Regions from separate parts of the Mus musculus genome. Here all the other regions are linked to region 3. The links are chromatin contacts, called in public HiChIP or PLAC-seq and Micro-C maps. All regions are on one chromosome and are shown on one strand. Each heading gives the region's core, a stretch centred on a gene start, on an enhancer-like site or on the middle of the called end of the contact. The rest is flanking DNA. Distances are from core to core; before and after follow the strand shown.

Region 1 (3,342 bases), core at 558-3,057, 720 kb before region 3:
TGGAAGAAAGTACCCCCGTGTATGCACATAATGGGTGGTGCAGAACCTAAAGGAAGGGGTACAGGTTGTGTGGAGAGGAAGAAGAGGGCTCAGAACCCTGAGGGGCCCCTTCATCCACTCACACCCATGTCTCTAAACAGAGTGAATTTGGGTGACATTGATGTAGTGAGAGCATTAGAAACCATAAGTCACTTTTGGCCTTATCCGGCAGCATAATTGGCTATATACACCTTATCAAAAATCATTAGGTGCTTTGCAAGCATGCCACATTAGGGGCACCAGGGCCTCTGGGGCTAGGGAGTTTACACGTGTAAAGGCGAGGCTGACATTTTCTCCTATTCAAATTCCCAAGTGCCCGGCCACTGGGGCAGGCGGCAGCCTTTCTCCTTTGCCGAGCTAATCACGCCCCCTCAGTGCCTGGAATTCAGACTCACAAAGCCAGTCTGGGTGCCGGGTGGAAACGGGCAGAAAGCGCAGCTACCAAAAAAAAAAAAAAAAAAAAAAAAAAAAAAAAAAAAAAAAAAAAAAAAAAACCCACGCGTTTCTAGGCTGCCCCATAGCATTTCTCATTTTGGGAAACTGAGGCCCACAGAGACACTGGGTCCTGGCCTGCCTTGAGGGGCTGTATGGACTTGGGAAGGGAGATCTCAGAACAGATCGGCTGATTTTCACCTTCTACTTCTTCAGTGCCTCTCCAACTAGGAAGAAAATTAATCGGGTGAGGGTGGTGGGGGGCCAGGGGAAGGTTCTCATCGCCCATCTCCAGGAGATCCCTTCTTAGCTAGGGTCCTTTGGAAGTGAGAAGTTCCTGTTTGTCCTCAGATTACCCTCTGGGTTTAGGATTTACTGTGTGGAACAAGAAGCTCCTAGCTGCTCTGAACTCCCGACACATCTTTGGGATCTGGACAGGGGAGTCTTGAGGCTTCTGTCCTGGGGACTCAGGTGTCGGGGGAAGGGGCCCAGAGCAAGTTGCCGAGCTTCCGGGCCTCTGCCATCTGACCGATCTCTGCTGCTGCCTGGCAGACCCAAGGTGAAGCAGCCAAACAGCCTCCTCCTTTCCCTCGACTCAACCTCAGCATCCCACAAGCAGAGGACAGGGCTTGAGGAGGGCAGACTGCCTATCTGCCCACCCCCACCTCCCAAGCTGGGGTGGGTCTCTTGGTCCCTTAATTCCCAAGGAGCCAGAGTAGAGCTCGGGCCAGCCAGTGGTAGGCAGCAGGGCGCGGCGGGGCCTCTTACCTGAAAAAGTCGTTTTTACAGTATAGCTTGCCTTCCCGTGAGAAGCACTTCTCCGAGAGGTTGGTTTTGCACTCGCAGCATTGAACACATTTGATATGCCACGCGCGGTCTAGTACGTTCAGCAGAAAGCGGTCGAGGATGGGCCGCTCACAGCCAGCACAGTGCACCATCATAGCCGCGCGCCCCGGCGGCTCGGGCCGCCTCGTCCTCCTTGGGGCCCCTGGGCCCTTAGGCCCTCTCGGTCCCCGCTGCTGTGGCTCTCAGCCTTCCTAGTCTGTAGGCGAGTCTGTAGGGGCGAGTCCGTTACGGATCAACCAAGACTTCTCGGGGTCAAGTCCTCCGACGCTCTCCGGCCTGGCGCTGCACTGCCCAGAGTGGCGTGGAGGGCGGCAGCGGTCACAGCCTCATGTCACGGGTCGCGACCGGGCGCTCGCTCCAGCTTCGAGCAGGTGTCCTCGGCGGCTGCTGGCTTCGGCACTGGCGAGCGGCTTTCCCGGTTGGCGGAGGCGCCGGCACTTTCCCCCACTTTCAAGCGGTCCCGATCCTCATCTTTGTCTGGCCGCCGCCTAATTCGCGCATCCTTATTCAGATTTGGTGACGTGGTGCGGCACGTAGGGGGCCGGGCGGCCAATGGGCGCGCCGTGGCCATAGCAACCTCTTAAATTTATAGCATATCTAAATTGGCTACAGCGTTGCGGTCAGGGCAGAGCAAAAAAAACAAGACATCAGTATTGCCGAGTATTTGCTAGTACCTGTTCCCAAGCTAAGTAAGTATTTACCTTCTAGTTTGGGTCTGGAGGGGTGGGGGCGCGATGCGAAAACCAGGGTTCTTTTTCTCTCCCATCACAAATAATTTTGGGGGGCAGGGTTCCAAGGCCTAGCCAGGGAGAAACCTCCCACCAGGTTCGCCACCCTCGCAACCTGTAGAAGTTGCCCAGGCAGGGAGTGCGCTGTGGTCCCCCTGCTTCCGAACCCGCCCAGCTCCCTCTTGCTTTAGACTGCGGCTCGCTCGGGCTCTGAGCGTAGGAGCTGGGAGACCCGGCACTTCTCCCTACGGTGGCTTCTTTTGTCACTCACGGGGCTAGGGCCCAGCAGGGCTTTTCTCACCAAGAGACTGAGGGCGGGAAGCTTGGGTACTTCTGTGCCTCCCTCCCCCACCCCTATCCAGGTTGACTCAGGGATGTCACCTCGCCTGGTCTTGGGAATCCCGAAGGTCGTTTCTAAGTGCCTAGCTCACTCGGCACTGGGGGAGGTGTGGCGAAAGGGGTGGTCTACCTCGGATGGGTGTTCCGGCAGGTTGAGAGGAGGCTGAAGCTCACTACATCTGTCTTGGCCACATCGTCCATATTCCAGGTCAGGCTGGCGGGAACCGTGGTGAGTGGGTCGCTCGATAGAGCGAGGGAAGCTGGCCACAGCCGGGCGTCATAGGCACTCCCGGGCCCCCCGAGATGCTCTAAGTCTGGCCCTCTCCTAGAGCCAAAGGCAGCTTCGCAGGTGTGTGGGTACCAGCAGGTGTACTCTGAGGAGGGGCGCGTGGGCCTGGAGGGGAGAAAAGGGATCAGGCCTTGTTTCTGCGAGGCCAACCAGGCCACCGCTTGCTTTGGACGAGGTAGGGCTGGGAGAGTGTTTTGGGATATTTCCTTGCTGCTGGGAAGAACGCTGATGGTGCGGGGCTGGGGCCTAAGGGTTGGAGCCATAGAGGAATTGTGCCAAGACTTGGCTGTGGGTGTTTGTTTGGGCGTATTTACTGAGTTTGTTAGCAAATATCCACTGCTTGAAAACTCTCTATTTATAGTGTGTTCGCGATCAAACCCTGGGACGTGGAGGGATTTTTTTTTATTTTTGTTTCTTTTTCTTTTTTCTTTCTTTTTTTGGCATGTAAAATTTCTCGTTTATAATTTCCTGTTAACATGTGCATTACCTTTCTTTCTTTCTTTCTTTCTTTCTTTCTTTCTTTCTTTCTTTCTTCCTTCCTTCCTTTCTTTCTTTCTTTCTTTCTTTCTTTCTTTCTTTCTTGTTGGTCTGTGTCTCTATGTGTCTGCTTACATGGGTCGACTGGGTGTGTGAGGAAATGCTTGTTTGTAAAGTCACTCACAAGCATGT
Region 2 (3,849 bases), core at 1,299-3,798, 940 kb after region 3:
CTATGTTTTGAGGTGCTATAAGGTCTATGTTGTTGCCAATGCTCAAATATCTGGGGGTACTTAGTCTTAGCTCAGCTTGGTCCAGGTTCAAAGAAAGAGCAGCCTCTCCTCTGTCATAAATGACCGGACGGTCACAGGTTGATGCTGCAGGAGAGAAGGGCCCGGTCTCTGTACTTGATGAGATGGGATTTTCTTAACTTGGCAGGGATGCAAGAAGTAGCAGGCCAGATGCAGTGTGCCTGTCTCAACCATGTGGATACCACCTCCACAGTCAGGCCTTGTACCTGAGAGGGCCAGACAGGATATTAATACAATCAAGGCACAAGAGCCCTGGGTGAACTGACTTGGAGTGAGGAGACTATTTTACATGTTGAGTAGTTAGCATGCCTTTCCCTAGGTGGCTAGAGCAGGCCCGTATGTTTCTAGTCTTAGTCTGGTGTGCCAATGTTCCCGAGTGTCATCTGGCTTCCTGGAACAGCTAGATTCAAACAAGCCCCATCAATGGTAGGACGAGGAGGGCATAAAGGCAGGGTGGTAGCCAATCATCTGAGAGGGCCCTTGGTCACTTCAGAGGTTCATGTTGGTATGGGCCCAAAGCAGGTGTTAGCCAATCAGAAAGACCTAGTGTGCTTTTCTCTCTCCTTTTATCTAAGAAGGATGTGAGACCATTGCAGGTGTCTGAGGCTGGGATCCCTGTTACCTAGTAACCACAGGTGTCAGCATCTGGACCGCAATCACTGAATAACATGCAAACCCATCAGGCTAATTCTCTTCAGAGAAAGCACATAGCCCTCTTCAGCCCTCCTCCTCCTCTTCCTCCTCTTCCTCCTCCTCCTCAATGCTAAACAGCACTTCTCATTGGCTTTTGACTTGCTTAGAGTTGTAGCCAGATGCTGAGCAATTTTTAACTTAAAAATTGAATTGACCAGGCTGGCCTTTCAAGGCTTTTTTTGGGGGGTGGGGGGTGGGGGTGGGGGTTGATCTACAAAGTGAGTTCCAGGACAGCCAGGGCTCTACAGAGAAACCCTGTCTCAAAAAAAAAACAAAAACAAAAACAAACAAACAAACAAAACAGAAAACCAAAATAAATAAATATTAAAAAATAAAAATTGAATTGAAGTGAGACTGAATTAATCTGGCCGGATGCAGAGCTAGAGGCCCAGGACATAAACCATCTTCTAAACTATCTGGATCCCCAGCCTTCCCTTGACACCTGTCATTAGTAACAGGAAATAGTAACTAATAGTGGCTCTCTGTAGAGTAGATGTAAATGACTCTGGCAACACCCGGAGCACGTGGGCCACACATTAGAAACTGCACCTCGGGTAGGACTTCCAACACGAGGAGAGCCAAGCTACTTCTCACAGTGACCAGGACCATGGCCGCAGCAGACTGAGCTCCAGGGTGTGGCTTCTGTTTCAGTAGCTAGTCTTCGGAAGCTTTTTAGTCCTTGTACTGAGGAAAAGCAGTTTCCAAAGGGGGTCTTACTATTTGATACCAGTTGGCATAAAATCCCTCACCCTGTGATGTTCTAAAGGCAGGGACATAAAACCGCTCAGGCTCACAGGTGGAGTGGAGGGCTGTGGGAATTGGAAACCAGTTGCAGAAGGTCAGCTGGATGGCCAACGGCTGTCATCATGTCTCCGCGTCTACAGCAAAACTTCTGCCACCTCGGGTTGAGCCACAAGCTACAGGAAGTCCTGCTTCCCGTAGGAGTAAAGTCAGCAATGATGGAATCAGGTGAGTACCAATTGATGTGTGAGCTGAGCAAAGTGCACAGGAAGGCCCTCGAGAACCCACCCAGTTCTGTTTAGCTTGCCGACGTTGGAGTAGGGAGATCTGAGGAGTGAGTGTGTGTGTGTGTGTGTGTGTGTGTGTGTGTGTGCATGCGCATGTGTCACGGCTGGTACCGCCAATGGAAACACATGGATACATGGCTGCCTTTTAGTGTTGAGCTTTCTGCTTTGCAGAGCACTTGTTGTGAACTCCCCTTGCCTTTCACTGTAAATGATGTGACCAGGGGGATGGGCGTGGTGGTGGGGGGGAGGTCCTATGGAGTCAACCCAGCAAATTGCTGTCTAAATTCGGAGACACTGAGATTAGATTTCAAAGCTGATGGAGGACAATGAAAAAACCAAGTCCCTTCCAATTATTCTGGTTTTTACTGGAAGAGCCGCCGAGTCCCAGGGCTTGTCCATTTTGGGTAATGTTTCAAACGGACAGGAGAGTGAACCCAAGACCGAGTGAGTGGGTTCTCTACTGGAGAAAGAAACACCATAGTCACAGCGGATGGTGTGTGTTTAGCAGGACTTGCTTGTGTGTGGCATGACTGATAGCAAGCTACTGCCACCGGCCTGTACATCAGTAGTGAAAGGGGGGGATGCACACTTGTCCTAGGGCTGTCTGCAAACCTCCCAGGACTAGACACGATCAGATCTGCCCTGCTCAAGAACGCGAAGGACCTAAACACCAGAGCACCTAAGAGGCTCTTGGTGCTGGTGGCATCTGGGACCCGACCTGGGAATGCTGGAACAGCCACTGGGGTGGTGGGTGATGCAATCCCCACGTGCACTCTATAGGCCAGAGCAGTAGATCCGTCTGTGACGCATGTGCAGACTGGAGCGGGGTGATCTCAGTACAGAGAGGGGGTGGGAGGGGAAAAGAGCCACTCGAGGTTTCAGTAATTCAATAATTTATTCCTCTAAAAAAGTGTGTAAAAGTATATAGCTCTCATCCACAAGGTATATATGAATGACATTTAAAATGGAGACCTTTGCCATTGATTCTCTTTTATCAAAGTCTTTAGTGTATTGAACCAGCACTGGGCTGTGGTTCTTAAATGAACGTCACATAGGTTTTGTATTTCTTTCCAATTGTCTGCTAGATATAAAAGAAGCGCACTGCAAAATGCTTGAAGGTAAAAGGAAACAAAAAGAAAAAAAAAAAGAAAAAGAAAATCAGAACTTCCCAAAAATGTACAGCTTTTACATTTTAAAAAAAAGGCTCTTGAGAGATACATACAGGCATGCCGGACCAGCCCTCCCGCCTCCCCTCCCGCCTCCCTTTTCAAACCATGGTAGGAGTTCTGATTTCTGCAGTTTTCTCAAAATAAAAAATAAAAAAAAAATAAAATAAAATAACTTCTCACTCTGTAGCAAATCCAGGGCTTGTACATTTCAGATTAATTCTGTAAAAAACTCACAGGTAAAATAATGCATATTTAGGGGAAATATTATACAGACTTTTGCACACAGAAGTACATAATAAGATTTCTTTAAATCTATTGCCATTCATTTATTTTTTGCACAAAAACGTATAAATATGTCACCAGCTTTTCTTAACTTAAAAAACTTAAATAAAAGACACCAGATGGAAACTACCCTTTGCTGCCTTCTTTTAAAACTTTTTATAGCTTTTTTTTCTGGTTTTTTTTGTGTTTTTTTTTTCCTTTTCACTTTTTCTGCGTAGAGTTGGGTTTCTAGGGAAGAAAAGCCCCTGCAGTAAAAACAGCCCATTTAAAAAAGAGAGAGAGAGAGAGAAATTCAAAGTTCTGGTGAACTCTGAGAGGAAGCAATCCCAAGTGGTAAAGATTACAAATATCTAGTTTACAGCCCGTCCTCCCCGAGGTGACTTTATACAAGTTTACATCTCCGTCATCTTACGCTCTTCAAAAGGCCTTGAGGATTTCCTCGCTGATAAGAAAAAATAGCACTGCGATATTTTAAGTCAATTTTACACTGTACACGTTAGATACAAACGGTTTGATATATCAGATTTTTTAAGCTATACATTGGAAAGCAACCCCCCCAGTTGGTGAGACAGAGAACAGTCACCCATGTACAAGTTATT
Region 3 (3,867 bases), core at 755-3,254:
GTCTCTGCCTCCCACCTCACCCTGGGGACTGAGATTGCTGATACCCCAGGTGCTGTGTGGGTTCTGGGGAATTCAAAGTCAGCTGCTCACACTTTACCCCAGGGCTCTGTTCTTTTGTTTTAGGGCAGAGTCTGCTAAGTATCCAGGCTGCCCTTGAACTTCCTTTCCCTGGCCTCCCGCACTTGCTAGGATTACAGATGAGCACCGCTGTGCCTGGCTATGGTGGCTACTTTACAACACCATGGGAGAGTGGATTGAGACCAGTGAGGTTGGTAGATCTTTAATCCTAGGACTTGGGAGACAGAAAAAAATTCAGGTGAGAAGCACAAACACTCTCAAGTGACCAGAGCCACCTGAGCAGTAAGAGCACTGCTGGCTCCAAACACTGGATCTCAAATTATACTACGTAGTTAGAGCAGCACAAGATTTGACTTTCTCAATGTTCAACTATGCATCGTGTTCATGCAGTGCCCATGGGGGCCAGAAGAGGGTGCAACGTCACCTGAAACCTGAGTTACAGATGGTTGTCCCCTGTCGTGTGGGTGCTGTGAATCCAGGTCCTCTGGGAGAGCAGCCAGCACTCTTAACCACTGAGTCATCTCTCTAGACCCTTGGTTTTGGGGTTTTGTTTTGTTTTGTTTATGACAGGGTCTCCTTATGTAGTCCTGGCGGGCTTGGACACCTGTCTCTGCCTAGACAGTGCAGGGATTAAAATGTGTGACATCGCCGTGCCCTCTTCTGGCCTCCTCCAGCACCAGGTAGCCACGTGCTACCCAGGCAGAAGATCTATACACATACACATACACATAAAGTCAAATAATAATTTTAAGATATTTTAGGGGAAAAATGGTAAAGCAATCGGGGTGTGGAGACTGAGGCAGGAGGATTGTAAGACTGAGCACTGCCTGGATATATTGGAGTTGTGGAGGGGTAGTAAAAAAGTAAGACGACCTGAGATCAAATCCCAGCACCAGTGTAAAAAGCACTGGGGACAGAGACAAGCAGATATGTCCCAGGAGGTCAATGTCCAATTAATTAATTAATCAATTAATTTTGTCTATGTGTGCATGAGTATGTGTACCACTGGACCCGAGTGAAGATCAGAGGTCAAGTTATGAGAGTCTTGCCTTCCACCATGTGGGTCCTAAGGATTGAATTCAGGTCCTCTGGCTTGGTGGCAAGCACCTTTATCCACTGAGCCACCCCCTGGCTTGTCCAGGGATTTTGTTTCATGTTCCTCTCCACCTCATCCCCTTTGGTAGCTCTTGTTTGAGCTTTTGTTTTGTTTTCTGCTAGGGACTGAAGAAGGGACTCCAGACCTCAGGCATGCTAGGAAAGCACTCTACCACTGGGCTGCGCTCTCGGCCTCTCTTACCCGCTAGGTCTAGGTCTTTCTGCGGAGGCACCACATCTGAGCACTGCATTTTACAGAGGAGAATTGGCGGCTCAGAGGATGACCTTGTTTGCCCCAGGTTCCATGGTCGATGGACATCCGAGAAAATAAAAGGTTGCTTCTCCCCTATTCCAGAGATGACTCCAGTTCACTGTAAGCAGAAAAAAGAAAGAAAGAAAGAAAAAAGAAAGAGAGAAAGAAAGAGAGAAAGAAAGAGAGAAAGAAAGAAAGAAAGAAAGGAAGGAAGGAAGGAAGGAAGGAAGGAAGGAAGGAAGGAAGGAAGGAAGGAAGGAAGAACTCAACCTAGTCTAACCGATAGCGGACTGTACTCTCTGTCACGGTGAAGATGTTTTTAAAGCAAACAAACAAACAAAATAAAAGAGCAAACAAACAACACACACACACACACACACACACACACCCCAAACCAAAAATAAAAAATAAAATAAAAACTTCATTCAATGTTTATTTAGTTATCCAGTGTTGAGCCAACCTAGGGCCTTGCGCCTGCGCACAGGTTTTCTACTGCTGAGTCACACCTACAAGCGGACATGGGATGGGATTCAGGTGATTGTGATCACGAGACTCTAAATTCAATTCCCAGCCTCGTCCTAGTCAGGGAGCGGGCTCTCTCTGCATCTGGACCAACCACTGTAAAAGACTAAGAAGCAGAAACAGGGAGGCGTCTCCGGGAGGTATGAATTGGGGTGGAGGCGTGGGTGGGGCCTGCGGTCCACGTTTAACCTGGTTTTCTGCCAGACTTAAGACTGAAGCTGAGAGGGAGACGGTACCGAAAGCGGGGAGGCCCTGAGGCTGGAGACTACCCTCTAGTCCTTCAGGAAAAGGAATTTGCTGTGCTAAGTCCCCGAGGCCAGAGGGGGACCCTGAGAGTCAGGCGCTAGGAAATCAATCCAGTGTCCTCTGCTTGTGTTGCAAACAAACAAGATTAGCAAATCAAAGCCCTAGCTTTCTTACTGAAGCAGTCCTGCCCCAGGGGGAGGATCCACTAGAAAGTGCTAATCCACGGACAACCTCGGCTTCTTTTACCTCCAACTGTGTGAGTAGGGAGCTACCCACCCTCTCTGTGACTCAGTTTCCTTGGGCTTAAAAAGGATATCATTGGGCTGGTGAGATGGCTCAGTGGGTAAGAGCACCCGACTGCTCTTCCGAAGGTCCAGAGTTCAAATCCCAGCAACCACATGGTGGCTCACAACCATCTGTAACGAGATCTGATTCCCTCTTCTGGAGTGTCTGAAGACAGCTACAATGTACTTACATATAATAAATAAATAAATCTTTAAAAAAAAAAAGGATATCATTGTAGGAAACCACTTTGTAAACTTTTTAAAAAGAATTTAAAATAACGTTGCCGGGGTTTTGTTGAGCACTTACAAGCGCGCCTTTCGAACCTGGCTCAGCCATAGAGCAATGCGCTGGAATCCTCTGCAGAAGAGCTGGGGCTGGGTTTCAGTGGTAGAGCTAAACTCAGAGCACTGATTTAGAAATCCGCTATGGTGGTGTGGCACCCTGGGGCTGTGGCTCTGGGGCAGAGTGCTTACCTAGGATGTGCAGGATCTCGAGTTCGAGCCTCAGCACTAGGACATGAACTCAACTCCCCCCACCCCGTATAGAAAGGACCTAATTTCTGCATCCATATTTTGTGTATCGTGTGGCTCACAACTGCCTTTGTGGGTAGTGAGTGTGCAGATGCATAACTAAATAAAAACAAATCTGGCTCTGTACTCAGAGCACGGTGTGTGTGTGTGTGTGTGTGTGTGTGTGTGTGTGTGTGTGTGTGTGAGAGAGAGAGAGAGAGAGAGAGAGAGAGAGAGATCCCAGCACCCATTTGATGGCTCACCAGAATCTGGTGCCCTCTTCTGGCCTCCATGGGTACTGCATGTGCGTGTGTATAACACACACACACACACACACACACACACACACACCCACACACGAAGGCAAACACTCACACATAAAGACATAAAGTCAGATCTTTAAATATGGCATCCTACTGAGGAATAGTCAACTATGTTAGAGAATAGTAATTGATAATTTTAAAAAAAAGGTGGGAGATCCGCCTGGAAACAGGGGAACCACACTTTACAATAACAACAGAACAATTCGTAGTAACAATCGAATTGATGAGTACGTTTCAAAATACTTTTCTTCTAGGATAGTTGCTTGGCTTACACTCCTAAATTGGGGGGCAGGAGGAGAAGGCAGAGAGGTGGACCCCCATTATTAACCCAGCTTCACACTGTTAGGAAAGGTGATGTAACCTATACAGCAAGAGCATGCAGATATAAATGCACAGAATAGTGACCAGGATCTGGAAACAAATGTACAGGCTTTTGCACATCTAACCACGTACAACCAGATACACCTGACCCTCTGGTCACTTTCTATGTAATTGTATGGTGCAGACAGCTGAATGTGTGTCTCTCTGACCACACTGAATGCAGAGCAAAGGCTGA

Evidence for each region. A called contact is a pair of places that touch in the nucleus more often than the background predicts. HiChIP or PLAC-seq counts read pairs in DNA pulled down with a chosen protein or histone mark.
Region 1: a Micro-C map of embryonic stem cells shows a contact between it and region 3, with 3 times the contacts expected there. The contact joins the promoter of Lhx5 here to the enhancer-like site in region 3. A contact is called at or near these places in 1 of 39 promoter capture datasets (the 3T3-L1 cell line), 1 of 484 Hi-C or Micro-C datasets (embryonic stem cells), 2 of 115 datasets of contacts at active chromatin or transcription factors (astrocytes and embryonic stem cells) and 1 of 9 other capture datasets (embryonic stem cells).
Region 2: a contact with region 3 is called in an H3K27ac HiChIP or PLAC-seq map of embryonic stem cells, with 6 read pairs. The contact joins two enhancer-like sites. A contact is called at or near these places in 3 of 39 promoter capture datasets (the 3T3-L1 cell line, the C10 cell line and liver), 1 of 15 datasets of contacts at CTCF or cohesin (embryonic stem cells), 33 of 484 Hi-C or Micro-C datasets (the 3T3-L1 cell line, B cells, the C10 cell line and 20 more) and 17 of 115 datasets of contacts at active chromatin or transcription factors (astrocytes, a beta-TC-6 cell line, craniofacial prominence and 8 more).

The regions. Positions count from the first base shown.
Region 1 is chr5:120,430,351-120,433,692 of GRCm38.p6, reverse strand. It overlaps Lhx5 (LIM homeobox protein 5), which reads right to left and starts at 1,807. Exons shown (of 5, transcript NM_008499.5): 1 at 1,240-1,807. The coding sequence starts at 1,412. Gm27199 (predicted gene 27199) reads left to right here and starts at 1,926. Exons shown (of 2, transcript NR_166585.1): 1 at 1,926-2,006. Gm31976 (a long non-coding RNA gene) reads left to right here and starts at 2,013. Exons shown (of 2, transcript XR_878743.1): 1 at 2,013-2,613.
Region 2 is chr5:118,764,265-118,768,113 of GRCm38.p6, reverse strand. Med13l (mediator complex subunit 13-like) reads right to left here. Exons shown (of 31, transcript NM_172424.4): 31 at 2,676-3,849. Among named protein-coding and RNA genes, the nearest start is that of Gm42015, 77 kb to the left of the region's middle. Within about 2 kb of position 2,548, at least 4 of the 459 cell types and tissues checked have an H3K27ac peak or open chromatin away from gene starts, as enhancers often do. A contact at or near this core is called in embryonic stem cells, where this site is marked.
Region 3 is chr5:119,708,443-119,712,309 of GRCm38.p6, reverse strand. No RefSeq gene overlaps it. Among named protein-coding and RNA genes, the nearest start is that of Tbx3os2, 19 kb to the right of the region's middle. Within about 2 kb of position 2,004, at least 19 of the 459 cell types and tissues checked have an H3K27ac peak or open chromatin away from gene starts, as enhancers often do. A contact at or near this core is called in embryonic stem cells, where this site is marked.